3 separate regions of the Pan troglodytes genome follow, and regions 2 and 3 are each linked to region 1. A link is a contact called in public Hi-C and HiChIP or PLAC-seq data. All regions are on one chromosome and are shown on one strand. Each heading gives the region's core, a stretch centred on a gene start, on an enhancer-like site or on the middle of the called end of the contact. The rest is flanking DNA. Distances are from core to core; before and after follow the strand shown.

What was found. Hi-C and Micro-C count contacts between places; a contact is called where the count stands out from the background. HiChIP or PLAC-seq counts read pairs in DNA pulled down with a chosen protein or histone mark.
Region 2: an H3K4me3 HiChIP or PLAC-seq map of stem cell-derived excitatory neurons shows a contact between it and region 1, with 9 times the contacts expected there. The contact joins the promoter of NUBPL here to the promoter of ARHGAP5 in region 1. A contact is called at or near these places in 1 of 7 Hi-C or Micro-C datasets (blood) and 1 of 1 datasets of contacts at active chromatin or transcription factors (stem cell-derived excitatory neurons).
Region 3: a Hi-C map of stem cell-derived neural progenitor cells shows a contact between it and region 1, with 2.7 times the contacts expected there. The contact joins the enhancer-like site here to the promoter of ARHGAP5 in region 1. A contact is called at or near these places in 2 of 7 Hi-C or Micro-C datasets (induced pluripotent stem cells and stem cell-derived neural progenitor cells) and 1 of 1 datasets of contacts at active chromatin or transcription factors (stem cell-derived excitatory neurons).

Annotation. Positions count from the first base shown.
Region 1 is chr15:30,315,992-30,320,496 of NHGRI_mPanTro3-v2.0_pri, forward strand. ARHGAP5 (Rho GTPase activating protein 5) reads left to right here and starts at 2,727. Exons shown (of 7, transcript XM_016925972.4): 1 at 2,727-3,061.
Region 2 is chr15:29,813,065-29,817,569 of NHGRI_mPanTro3-v2.0_pri, forward strand. It overlaps NUBPL (NUBP iron-sulfur cluster assembly factor, mitochondrial), which reads left to right and starts at 1,772. Exons shown (of 11, transcript XM_522815.7): 1 at 1,772-1,950; 2 at 2,471-2,618. The coding sequence starts at 1,843. LOC107968139 (a long non-coding RNA gene) reads right to left here and starts at 1,602. Exons shown (of 3, transcript XR_001709083.3): 1 at 1,515-1,602.
Region 3 is chr15:30,712,995-30,717,499 of NHGRI_mPanTro3-v2.0_pri, forward strand. The region is part of intron 3 of AKAP6 (A-kinase anchoring protein 6); the gene reads left to right. Among named protein-coding and RNA genes, the nearest start is that of AKAP6, 260 kb to the left of the region's middle. Within about 2 kb of position 2,242, at least 8 of the 24 cell types and tissues checked have an H3K27ac peak or open chromatin away from gene starts, as enhancers often do. A contact at or near this core is called in stem cell-derived neural progenitor cells, where this site is marked.

The DNA.
Region 1 (4,505 bases), core at 1,477-3,976:
ATCATTATTCTCCATCCTCTTTGTGTATTTTGTCTGTAATCAAGGTGATATTCTGACATAGGTTGTTCTCCAAAAGCCTGTCTTGTATCAGACAGGCTAAAGTATTGGTCAATTCTGTCATGAGTGGTAAGGCCCTTTATTTGGCTTTTCATATGTTCTCGATTGAGACTACAGAAGCCAAAGTTGTTATGATCAAAGATTTCCAGCAGGGGGTGTAGCTGCCTCTATAGGGTAAGTTCTTTTGAAGCCACAACATATGAAACATTTGAATATTGCAGTATTACCACTAATGGTAGAAGCTGGAATTATGATAACTTTTTTTTATGACTGTCATGTCTTTTGATCTCAAAAAGACCATGCATATTAATACTTTATTAGGATGTGATGAAGAACTAGAGATTTATGAAGAAAATTTAAATTAAAAACCGAAAATGCCTGACAAATCTTATTCTAATTTTTTCAAAGTAAACGAGGAACAAAGAGTCCAGTTATTTTAATTATCCAGTACAGCAGAAGAGAGGCTTAACTTTTTTATTCTAGATAAGAAGAGTAGTTGATTTGAGAGGGCTTGTTAATATTTATTCCATTTCCATTTCTGTCCCATATTTGTGCACGCGCATGTGTGTGTGTGTAAATAAGTTACCTATTTTCTTAAAAATTATCCTTTTGAGTAGGGAGGGTGGGTGTTTTAAAGCTTTTTCTCTGAAGTCTTGGCTCCTGATCAATTTTTAAAGATGCCATCTTACATATTTTTCCTCCTGCTCTTTGATGCCTTTTATTTATGGATATATAGGCATTATTAGCCAGAGAATTGTGGCCCCCATTTCAGATTTTTATTGATACAGAAAACTCTATTTTTTGAGAAGAGCAAATTACATACAATAACTTATTTGTACTGGTAAACACCTTTAGACTATTAGTATTAATAAGAAACGAAGTCCTAAATTTCCAGGCTCCCTAAATCAAGATAAAGAACTGAAAATAATGTCGACTATGAAAATCATTGTTTGGAAATCGTGATCTTTTTTTTTTTTAACGTCTTCTGGTGTCTTCATTATAATAAATGAGATTTCAAGTCTTCCCTGCCTCCAGTATCATGTCCTATAACTGAACATTACACCTTTTTAACGTTTTCTTTAGAAGCCCTGATTTATTTGGCTTTGGTTTATGTTGACACATGTCCATGATTATTAAAATTTCTGATTATTTAGGACATAATTTTTAAGGTATCTTTAGGGTGTACACTCTATAGTACTTAACATCTTATTCAGGTTATGACTTTGAACTGCATCATTATAACACTAAAAAGCAACCTTGGCTAACTTCAGTACCTTACGTAACATAAGAAAGAATAACTTGAACTTAAAATACTTTTTATATGTTTACTTCAGGTATTCTTAAGGGCTTTCAGTACAAAGATAAAAACATGCGTTGGAATGCATTAACATTCCAACTTACATAAGTGGTGTAGATACCTATGGCATTAGTACCACATTTTGATGGTTGGACCACCCACCAAATTCCCTTCTCTCCTTTTTTACTTCTTTTTCTTTCTGTTTGCTTTCATTGCAAGTTTCCTTCCGCATCCTTCTTTCCCACCTACAATTTGTAACTGAAAGAAAGAAGTAGCTACAGACCTTACCTAACCTACTCTTAACCTACTTGGTAGGTAGGGTTCAGATGCAAGGGAGTGGCTCGAATAAAGCATTTTAGTTATGCCTTTTAGAAATTAGGGAGCAAGAGATATATAGAAAAATTAGAAATGTCTCTTCTACCTTTATTAAGTCTACCTTTGAGAAATATGAAGGGCAGGAAGACGGAAAAACGAACAGAACTTCTGCTGGAATATTGTGACAGATTTACTGACAAATATTTTCTAACAGATTTTTACCAACAGGCAGTTTTTGTTTTCTTTACTGACAGACCGTAAATGTACTTCTGGTTGGCAGCAGCTGCATCGTTATAACACAAAAGCAACCTTGGCTAACTTCAGTACCTTACGTAACATAAGAAATAAAGAATAACTTGAATTTAAAATACTTTTTATATGTTTACTAACATTAAACTATTTTCAATGCAGGAAATAAATATTTCCCAAAAGAGGAATCCCCCCTCAATTACTTTCTTTCAGACTTAACAAATTGGAGTAGATATGGTTTTGCTCATTCTTTTATCTGCTGGCAACTATTTTAAGTCTCCTGTGCAAGGCAGATTCCGATGACCTCGGGAAAGTCACAGGACCTCAGTTTCTTCAATGGTAAAAGCAAAGGCAGTGGTTTCTACCGTCCTTTCTCACTGCACCATTCAGCGTCAGTGCCCTCATGAGAAACACACCCAAAGCCCAGTGTGCTGTACCCCAAAACTTGTGAAATTTCTAGAGTCTCAAAAAAGTGAATATGTTTAAGGCAGTATAATAAAAGCCAGGTGGACGACAGTTCCTAAAGTTAGGCTGGTAGTGGCGTGAACAGGGGTCTTTTGGGCCACCCTGAGACCCGCCCCACGGGGCTTCTCGCTCCACTTTCACAGAACGTACTGAATCAGGGGCCTGCATCCCCGTGCCGTGCCGAGCCGACGGAGAAATGGACTCCTCTTCTCGCTCCTGTGGAGTTTCGTCTTCTGGGTGAGTGTGGCACCGGGTCCTGGGCGGGTGATGTCTGTAGTTGGCGAGCGATCCTCAGCCAGAAAACTGGCTGCGCACACAGGCGCAGACACGCGAACATGTTCCTGCGAACGAGCTTGGGCGCATGTTTTCCTCCCTTGCTTTCTTTAATGCTCAGAGACCATAAGGGGATTTATCGAGAAGCATTCGGTGCCCATGCCCGGTTTGGAACCGCGAGCACAATATCTGGTTCCTTTGCAGTACGGTGGTTTGCTCTTGAGTTACGACCAGAAACCGGAACAGAAGGAAAGGGAGAAAGCAGGGGAGGTTCGGAGACGACGGCGCTCCGGGCAGCAAGGCAGTAGCTTCCAAAGCGTGGAGGATGGGACTGAGGAGGAGCAGAATACGGGGAAAGAGGGAAGCTGAGGAAAAATACTCACGCCAATGGGTAAAAGGGAAAAGGTGAGAAGGAATGGAGTAGGGGAGGGAACCAATGGTGGGAGAGGCGGAGGAAGAAGGGGGAGGGGTAGAAGCCAATGGGGGAGTGGAGGGGAGGGAGAAGCAGAGGGGAGGAGGGAGCGGGGACGCGAGCGAGGACGCGGCCCCGCGCGCTCGTCCCCCTCCCTCCGACTGGATCGCTCGCGCCTTCCCAGGCTCCCGGGAGACGAGGGCAGGGGCGGGGCCGTGCCGGGTGCGCGGCGCGGGAGGCGTCGCGAGGTGAGGGGGCGGGGGCGGGGGGATTGTGCGGAGGGCAGCGCGGGTGCGCGCGCGCGCGCGCGTCCCGTCCAGGCTGCGCCGCCGCTCCGCCCCCGGTCGGGTGTGTGGCTGCGCGCGCCGGGAGAGATGCTGAGGTAAAGTTCGGGAGAGAGGGAGAGAAATCCGTCAGCGCGAGGGAGCCCGAGTGGCCGCCATTACTGAGCCCGGCGCGGCGGCGGGCGCTGGGGAAGGGGGGAGGGACGGGCCGCCGCTGGTGGCGGGGAGGGAGGGAGGGTGGGTGAGCTGGCTGCGGGAGCCGTGGGGCTCAGGGTTTCGGGGCGTGTGTGTCGGGGAGGGCGGGGGGAGGTGGCTGAAGGGACGCGCCGCTCGGTGAGCGCGCCGAGGAAGAGAGGCGAGCAGAGAGTGGAGGAGGAGGCGGCGGCGGCGGGAGCGGTCCCCAGGAATGTCGCTGCCGCCGCCACCGCCGGGGCCGCTGCCGTTGAGGAGGAGACGGAGGAGACCGACGTTGTTAGGTAGGACCTTGCGGACCCCGCTCCTCCAAGCCTGCCTGCCCCCTCCCGGACGGGGACCCTCCTGCGGCTAGCTGCCCCGCTCGGTCGCCGCTGCCGGTTGTAACCAGTTGAAGGGGCTGGGGCCCCGCGGCCGCCGAGGGGAGCCTGGCGCTGCGCTCGGTTTTCGCAGGCCGGGCGGGCAGCAGCTGCAGCGTTAGGGATACGTTCGGCGTGAAGGGCAGAGAGGCCGGGGGAGGGGGTGCTTTCTCCACAGGTGACGGGGCCAGGGTCGGCGGAGGCCTGATGCTGGCCGGGGATCGCCGGCCCCGCCAGGCGTCCGCTCTCGCCCGCCGCCTCACTTGCTCGAGTCTCGGGTGGTCCGTCGAGAGGGGAGGTGGCGGTGTCCGTTGGCCGGGTTGCTGCTGTTAACGAGTTCCACCTGGAAAGGGTACACGGGGCGGGTGCAGATTCGCGGAAACACAGTCTCGGTTGCAAACTTAAACGCCGTGTAGGGGGGATCGGCCCTTTCACTTTCCCTCATCTCCTCGACTCCTCCCTGGGTTCTCTTCACCAATTTTCCATCTGCTTTGAAGCTTGGAGTAAGATATGAGAAGTTGCACTGCGCATCCAGAGCCCAGAGTCCTATGGGCTGACTGCGACTGGGTTGAGGCTTTGATACTGAGTTTTCGCTAGAATAA
Region 2 (4,505 bases), core at 522-3,021, 500 kb before region 1:
GATCATTCGTGGGTGTTTCTCGCAGAGGGGGATTTGGCAGGGTCACAGGACAACAGTGGAGGGAAGGTCAGCAGATAAACCTGTGAACAAGGGTCTCTGGTTTTCCTAGGCAGAGGACCCTGCGGCCTTCCGCAGTGTTTGTGTCCCTGGGTACTTGAGATTAGGGAGTGGTGATGACTCTTAACGAGCATGCTGCCTTCAAGCATCTGTTTAACAAAGCACACCTTGCACCGCCCTTAATCCATTTAACCCTGAGTGGACACAGCACATGTTTCAGAGAGCACGGGGTTGGGGGTAAGGTTATAGATTAACAGCATCCCAAGGCAGAATAATTTTTCTTAGTACAGAACAAAATGGAGTCTCCTATGTCTACTTCTTTCTACACAGACACAGTAACAATCTGATCTCTCTTTCCTTTCCCCACATTTCCCCCTTTTCTATTCGACAAAACCGCCATCGTCATCATGGCCCGTTCTCAATGAGCTGTTGGGTACACCTCCTAGACAGGGTGGCGGCTGGGCAGAGGGGCCCCTCACTTCCCAGACGGGGTGGCCGGGCAGAGGCGACTCCACCTCCCGGACGGGGTGGCGGCCGGGCGGGGTCTGCCCCCTACCTCCCTCCGGGACGGGGCGGCTGACCGGGCGGGGGCTTTTCTCTCTTCTTTCATCTTTCTTCCTCCTACTCTCTTCTTCTTTCTTCTTCCTTCTTCTTTCTTCTCCTTTTAATTTCCTCTTCCTCCTTCCTCCTTCCTTCTTTCTTCTTCTTCTGACAAGGTGTCACTCTGCTGCCCACGCTGGAGTGCAGTGGTGCAATCATAGCTCACTGCATCCTTGAACTCCTGGCTCAAGCAATCCTCTTGCTTTGGCCTCCCAAAGTGTTGGAATTACAGGCGTGAGCCACCATGCCTAGCCTTAGCAGTCCATTTCTAACCTCTTTACAACAATCTCCTTGCCATTCTCCCAGCTAACTTCTACACATTATTCAGATTCAGGATTCAGCTTAGATATTACCTAATTTAGAAGCTTCCCCTGATTGAATTGAGTGCCCTTTCTTTGTATCACTTTGTCCTTTCTCCTGTATCCCTCAATGCTTTTCTCCTGTACTTATCATATTATACCGCAATTTTTTTGTTAACTTATTCTGTCTTTTGCACTGGATTATAAAGCCCTTTAGTGGAGGAATTATGTCGGTCTCAATGCTGAATATTTTAAGTCTACTGTAGTACTCGGTACATAGTAGTTGCTCAACGAATATTTGTTAAATAAATGAGTCTTAAGTCTGGAAGAACTTGCAAAGTTCTTTACCAGGTTGCTGGTAAAGCAACCTGACCTTTCTTTCAGGGAACTGTCAGCAACACAAGCCATGAATACCAACGCAAAACAGACTCTCACTGTAGATCACACAGGAAAAAATAAAATAAAAAGGTAAAATCCTTAACGGTGGTAGTATTTAAATGACCATATACTGCTTAGTAAGAAATCCTGGAGTCATTTTCAAGGTCCCCCATTTCCTACTTTTGTTAAGCTGGGTCAAGTCTCTTTAAACTTTCTCCGTTTTCTTGTCCATAAAAAGAGTATACTAGGTAAGTCTTCTGTCTACCTCGGGACTTCTGTAAGTATCATAAGAGATGTTGTATATGACAACACTTCACAAACGTTTAGTAAAACGCTGCAAAATGTTTGTAGCTGGCTATAAACAAGATCATGCAGATTGGGTTCCTGAGCCAACAAACCAAAGAAGACCGGTTGCTAGGAAGAGAAAGCCTAGCGTTGCTCCGTGACGTCATCACTCCGCGCCACCCGCGACAGTTTCCCAGCAGGGCTCACAGCAGCGTTCCGCGTCATGGGGATTTGGCAGCGTCTGCTGATTTTTGGTGGGGTGTCGCTCCGGGCTGGTGGCGGGGCCACTGCCCCGCTTGGGGGAAGCCGAGCGATGGTTTGTGGGCGCCAGGTCCGTGGTGCTGCAGGGCACGGGGAAGCGGGCTGACAGATGCTGGGCTGCAGGGCCGCAGATGCCCTGGCATTGCTTCTTGCCAAAGACTCGCCTCAGTTCCTGAGACCCCCAGTGTGCTGGACGTGCCTACTTTTCAGGCAGACCCAGGCTGAGGCGTGGCGGGACTTGAAACACAGTTAGAACGTAGATGTGGTATTCTACATTGCTTTCTTGGCTTTGGGTTATTTATCAAATAGATTGAAGAAAAGCAAAACACGTGGAAGCCTTATCTCCGTAAAGAGGCAGCGTTTTTACATTTTTAAACGTTCAGCGTATCCTGCTAGAAAAATTTCAATTTAAGCAATGTGTCTTTACAATTGTTATCAGTAGTAGTAGGTAAATGTCTCCATAGTGAAGATGAGCAGAATTAGAAAAGAAAGCCCTCTTAATTGCAAGCCCCAGATTGTTTTTACTTTTACAGTGTGATGATGGAGATGGCTTATTTAAAACGGCTTTTTATTATTATTATTTTTTAAAGTTGTCTGGCGCCGGGAGTGAGACCCTAAAACAAAGAAGAACACAAATCATGTCCCGAGGACTTCCAAAGCAGAAACCGATAGAAGGTGTTAAACAAGTTATAGTTGTGGCTTCTGGAAAGGGTGGAGTCGGAAAATCTACTACAGCAGGTATTATAGGGTATTAATTCTATTCCTGATTAAGAACTTATGCCAACAGACAAGTGCACACTATTAAAATTATAGTTTTGTGTTTTAAAAATTTATTTGTGAAGTTCCTAACATGTGATTCCTTAGTTTCAGGAGTTGGTAGCGGGTAGACGCTTAGATTTTGGAGTTAGACAGAAGTAGGTACTAGCCGGGTCTCCTACCCCTTAACTCAGGAAAAAGTGGTCAGATTGTACAGCAAATCTTCAGTTCACTTAACTGTAAAATGGAGATAACTTCTTTCATAAGATGGTTATTCAAATTGCACAAGCTAACCACTTAGCTTAGTGTTTACTAGTGTTCAATAATTGGTTGCTGTTATTTTTAAAACATCTAGTAACTTTTTTTTTTTGTTTGTTTGTTTTGAGACGGAATCTCGCTCAGTCGCCCAGGCTGGAGTGCAGTGGCGCAATCTCGGCTCACTGTAAGCTCCGCCTCCCGGGGTTCACGCCATTCTCCTGCCTCAGCCTCCCAAGTAGCTGGGACTACAGGCGCCCACCACCACGCCCGGCTAATTTTTTTTTTGTATTTTTAGTAGAGACGGGGTTTCACCGTGTTAACCAGGATGGTCTCCATCTCCTGATCTCGTGATCCGCCCGCCTAGCCCTCCCAAAGTGCTGGGATTACAGGTGTGAGCCATCGCGCCCCGCCTATTAGCTCATTTTTTCCCATTTTTATCAGAAGGGAATTGTGGAAGAATTTGTCAGATGTTTTGGAAAAGTTAAGATTTACCAAATATTGTATTTGTGGTAGATCCCTAATCCATTACTATTTGATAGATACCATATTGTTAAAAAAATTAATAATCTGTTCTTAATGAATTCATGCGCTCTCCTGCACATTTTTCCTTTCTTTCCTAAATGTTTACAATCCATCTGGTTGTTTTTAAAATTTAGAAGCTCTTAGTTTTTGGTTCTAGAACCTTTTGGAGTACATTTTCCAGTTTTCAGTGGTTTGAATCCTTTTGCATGCTCTGTGATTACTTGAACTGGATAAGGATGGAAGGTGTTTTCATGATTGTAGCCATAAGTTCTTTGCATTTTGTAATTTGTTGGGTCTGTAGGCTGGCACTTGTTTAAGATTGTTTGTTTATTATTTTTAGTTGGAAGATGATTGTTGCCATGAAATGTGAAAGCATTTAAACAGGAAAATGTATGAGAAAGTATACAACATGTGACATGTAATGGGTGCTTCAGTAAATGTCCCTTTCTCACTTTTTTTCTGTTAACATTATACCATCTGTCCTGAAAAGCTGGCCCATACTTTTTCTTAACAGCTCTGTGAGCATATCTAAGTCTTAAAAATAGGTTATTTTTGTGTAACTCTATTGGTATTATTAATATATTTCTTTTCCTTATATGTATTTATTCCTGCCTCAAACTACTTCAAAATACTTCCCATTTGAATATACATGCTAGAGATGTTTTAGATTAGAATGATGACATTTGACTAATGCAAATATGCTCAGTGATTCTATTGTTTAAATGTAGGAAGAACCTAACTCTAAAATGAATTGCCCTCTGAAAGTTTCTGCCTTAAAGTTGTATTATGTGTAACCTATCTTGTACCTGAAATTCAGAATTTTGTAACTTATAAAAACGAATTTATCAAGTCTTTGCCCTAGGCTAAGTATTTTACATGCAATATTTCGTTTAATCCTGACCACAGTTATGAAGTAGGCATTGTTTTCATTTTATAGAAGAGAAAACAGACTTATGGGTAAAATAACCTACTCAAGAGTACACAATAGAAGGTGGCAGAGCTGGGATTTGAACCAGGTCTGCCTTAAAAATTTATGCTCTTAACTAGTTTGAAGAAAATAACCCTGACATAGTTTATACCATTGTTCTG
Region 3 (4,505 bases), core at 992-3,491, 400 kb after region 1:
TCCTAAACTGTGAATTAGCAGGCTGAACCTTTTAATAGTTTAAGTCTTTCTTGTCAGTGGGGGAATCCAAGTCCATGGCGAGAGCTGAGACTTGGTTTCATAGGCCATTGTCTTTTCTCCTAAGTGTATTATACATTTACTCAGTTTTCATTGTAAACCCTTTCAACATTCTCTCACCCAATTTGGGTAGGTGGAATCCTGTACCCCCACCAGGGCTATAGCTAATGTCTTCATTGCACAGTTATTGTTAATTGAGACCTGTACCTCCATCCATGGTATAAACTGTTTTTATTATCTGTCTCACCTCCATTTTAACAGTAATTCTGTTGACATTGCTTCTAGACTGGAGTTTGGCTAATAAGACACTGGACACTGTGTTGCCGTGCTAAGGAAGCACAGATAACGCAGTGTGTTAAGCATTCTGGGTCAGGATTTTTGTGCTGGCACAATTGTGAGTAAACCAAGAAAAATAGTCCCTATGAGATTTCTTTCAGACTTCAGCACACAGAAACCTAGTGGATTGTTCCTTAAGATAAATGAGAGGTTTGAGAATTTACTTTTTGTCATAGTTTGGGTTCCCAGGAATCGGATTCTGAGGCTCTGAGATCTGCATGCTGGAGGTTTATTGGGGTGAGTTCTTGGGAAAAGCACCTCTGAGAGGTGAGGGAAGTAAATCAACCAGAGAGAGGAGTTGAACTGCAGCTGTGACAGAGATGGCAGTATTCCTACCCAGAACTCTAAAGTGGCTCCCCTTTTCCCCCAGGCTTTATACCTCCTCCCATTTAGCAGACATTGGATGTGGAAAGCTCCCAGGGAAGGGCATGACCTTGGGTGAGGCAGCTGAGGGCAAGTCCCAGGGAGGGTCTCAGCTGAGAGCAATAAGCAGTCAACACTGCTTAGCAGGTGGGGTAAATAAGTGTTTTGATCATAAGGTGGGGTAGGAGGAGGGCAAGTATAAATGCTGTCCACTGCATTCAATAGAAGTGTTTTCTCTATTATTACTAAAGAATGGCTTGACCCAGAAAAGATCATGGTCTTTAGCCACGGAACTTAATTCTAGGAGAGGCAATATTACAGCAGACTGATCCCTGTAATGCAAATGGCAATGCCCCTCTTTGCTGAGAGGCATTGTGGAGAATGCATGAAAACATGGCAGTGATGTTGGCAGGGAGAAGGCAACGAGGTTCTCTGCACCAACTGTCTCCTGCAGCTGTGAAAAGACACACAGCCTGGCTGCCAACTGTTGGGCTCATTGTGCTCTGGCTGAATTTAGTTCCCTCTTATGTCAGCTTACAATTCTATGTTGAAGAAAATCGGTCTGGTCTGCCACCATCACCATCTCTTAGCAACTAAGAGAGATTGAAACAACAGCTGGGTAATTTGATATTGGGAACTTAAAGGTCGTGAAAATAGAATATAATGGCTGTTTGTATTAAAGGAAAAAAAAGAGAAAATGATGTAATCCTAATGCTTAGAAATGTTTGGAATGCCACATGGGTTACAAAGAGTGAAAATCTAGTTTAAACTGGTTGGATTCTTTCTCTCTCAGAATGATTAAAGTTGAGCCCAGAAGCTCAACCAAACACACATATTTGCCTAAATATAAATCCCTGTGGAATGTTGGAGCTATAATGTGAAAAACAGTTTCTGTGTTTTTGTATTTTCTCTAAGACTGACCTACAGCTTTCTTATCACAAGTTTTGAAGCAATACTTATAACATAGATGATAATTTAGAGTTACTTTTTACTTTGCTTTTTGTGGGCAATGGGGATGGGGACTGCAGTGAAGACGGGAGAAAATGAGGTGTGGCCCTCAGACATAGTGCTGTGCAGGAAGCCTACTACTTCAGAGGCTGCCCACAGCCTCACATACAACAGGTAATAATAGAATTACATGTTTGAAAACTAGAAAATGAGAAGTAGAAGCCAGATGAAATTGTTAAAACAAGTTTTTCTTTTTTCCCTAGGGCCAGTGAGGAGACCATCTGTTTTTCAAATTAGAAAAGCCAGAAAATATAATGTTTGCTCTCAGAATGAGTCAAATGTCATACTCTAATGAAAATTCCAAAGCAGAAAGAGAGAAAGGAAGAAGAGCTTGAAATGCCAAATTAGTGGGGTGAGGTGCTTGCTCCTTGCATTCCTGCAGATCCAAGCATTTTGCAACTCTAGTAAACCTGCCAGGACAAGGTTCATTTGAAGGGGTGTGGATTACCGGGAGCTGCGGGGGGACTGACAGTCTAGTGCTTTAGATGGTAGGTAACTGCCTGGTCTTGTTTCTCAGAATAACTTGTTCATCCACCACATATGTGGCTTTCATCCCAGCACAGTGGGCAGGACGCCATTGTTTTCTTTGTTTGGTTAATAGTTACACTTCCTTGACACCTCATACAGCTGGGTCATGGATCTGCTGCTGTTCTCAATGTGAGCATCACTGTCTTTTTTTCTTTTTCTTTTTCTTTTTTTGAGACAGGATCTCTGTCACCCAGGCTGGAGTGCAGTGGCACGATCTCAGCTCACTGCAGCCTCCACCTCCTGGGTTCAAGCGATTCTCCTGCCTCAGCCTCTCAAGTAGCTGGGATTACAGGCATGCACCACCGTGCCTGGCTAATTTTTGTATTTTTGGTAGAAACGGGGTTTCACTATGTTGGCCAGGCTGGTCTCAAACTCCTGATCTCAGGTGATCCACCCGCCTCGGCCTCCCAAAGTGCTGGGATTACAGGTGTGAGCCACGGTGCCCAGCCCACTGTCTCTTTTCATCAATGCTAAGAGAATTTAATTATTTCCACATGAAGCGATTCTACTTCCTCAACACGTGTTTTGTTTTGTGACACAACAACTTGGAGGAGGTGAAATTCATTAACAAGGAATAAATATCTTCTCTTTATGGAGCCACTGCCTTAACCCCTCAACTCTTCCTAGACCACTTCCATCCAACGTAGAATAAGTGAACCATATGAAATTGCTGTTTTTGTGGGTCAAAGGCAATTGAATGGTAGTCTCACATGGTTCAACATCTGTATACAAGCAAGTTCTCTGATGAAAAAGCTGAGTGACTGCGAGTACCTTTCTTAGAATTCTTTAGGAGAGAAGAAAGATTTCAAGGTAAACAATCTGACAAACTTATTTGTAATCAAACTAAATTCCAGGTGGGGCTGGCTTATAGTTCACACCCATTAAAGAAATAGGGATTGAATCTTGCAGGAAACTAGCACTTTTCCCCAAGGGGGATGAGGATTTAAGTTTCCTTCATGGAATATGTTTCCAGTTCATTTGGTCCTGCATTTATTTTAGAAATTGTTTGATATTTGCACTTCACTCATTTTCCAAAATTTGTTCTGATTCCAGATTTCTCTGTTAAATTTCTATAAATTTGTTTATTTGCTATTTGCTTTGGAGAATAGGAATTATATGAATTTCTTGGCAAAACAGATGAAAATTCTAACCTACCATTCATTTGGGAGAGGTGTACATATGTTCACTTCCACAGCTGTAGCACATTTGTTCTCAATTTTGTACTTTTGAGACACAGGAAGTATATTTCTTTAAATGTTCTCTCTGGAAATACATACGTAGAGCTACAGCCTGATGAACATTCCTTATACAAAGGAATGTACATCTCAGTGTAGTACTCGTCTATAATTTACTTTCAATGGTTTATGGATGTATAATAATCACAGTGAACCTTTGTTCAGCGCTTACTATATGCCAGATACTTTGCATGCACTATCATGTTTTGTCCTTATCCTGTGATGTGGGTCCTAGTCCTGACGTACAACACAGGAAACTGAGGCACAGAGGTTAAGCTTCTCTTCCAAAGACCCACAGTTGTTATTATAATAATAATGCTAAGGCTGATGTTCAGGGCATCTCTAAAGCCTTCTGCTCTCTTATTTACAACACCATTCTACCTTCACATTGGCTACAGCTGATTCAGGCATCCCCTCCATTAATCCTTTTTAGTGAATGTTAGTTTTTGTTGTGGCTTCTTATTTTAAAGGTGATATTTTGGGCAAGATGTCTTGAAGGACTGATGGCAGGTGCATATTGACAATTCTGTGCAGAGCAAAGCTTCCAAAAAAGCATCCTATGAATTCTATCAATGTGGAAGATCGAGCAAAACCAGCTTCTCTTTGCAGCACTGGCATGCAACCAACCTGCTCACCTGCATCCTTCCATCTTAATCTGATGAGCAGAGTCTGCAGACAGAAATCATTTTCAGCTCTTTTTTTTTTTTTTTTTTTTTTTTTTGAGACGGAGTCTCGCTGTGTCACCCAGGCTGGAGTGCAGTGGCTTATCTCCGCTCACTGCAAGCTCCACCTCCTGGGTTCAAGCCATTCTCCTGCCTCAGCCTCCCAAGTAGCTGGGACTACAGGTGCCCGCCACCACGCCCGGCTAATTTTTTTGTATTTTTTTTTTAGTAGAGAAGGGGTTTCACCATGTTAGCCAGGATGGTCTCGATCTCCTGACCTCATGATCCGCCCGCCTCGGCCTCCCAAAGTGCTGGG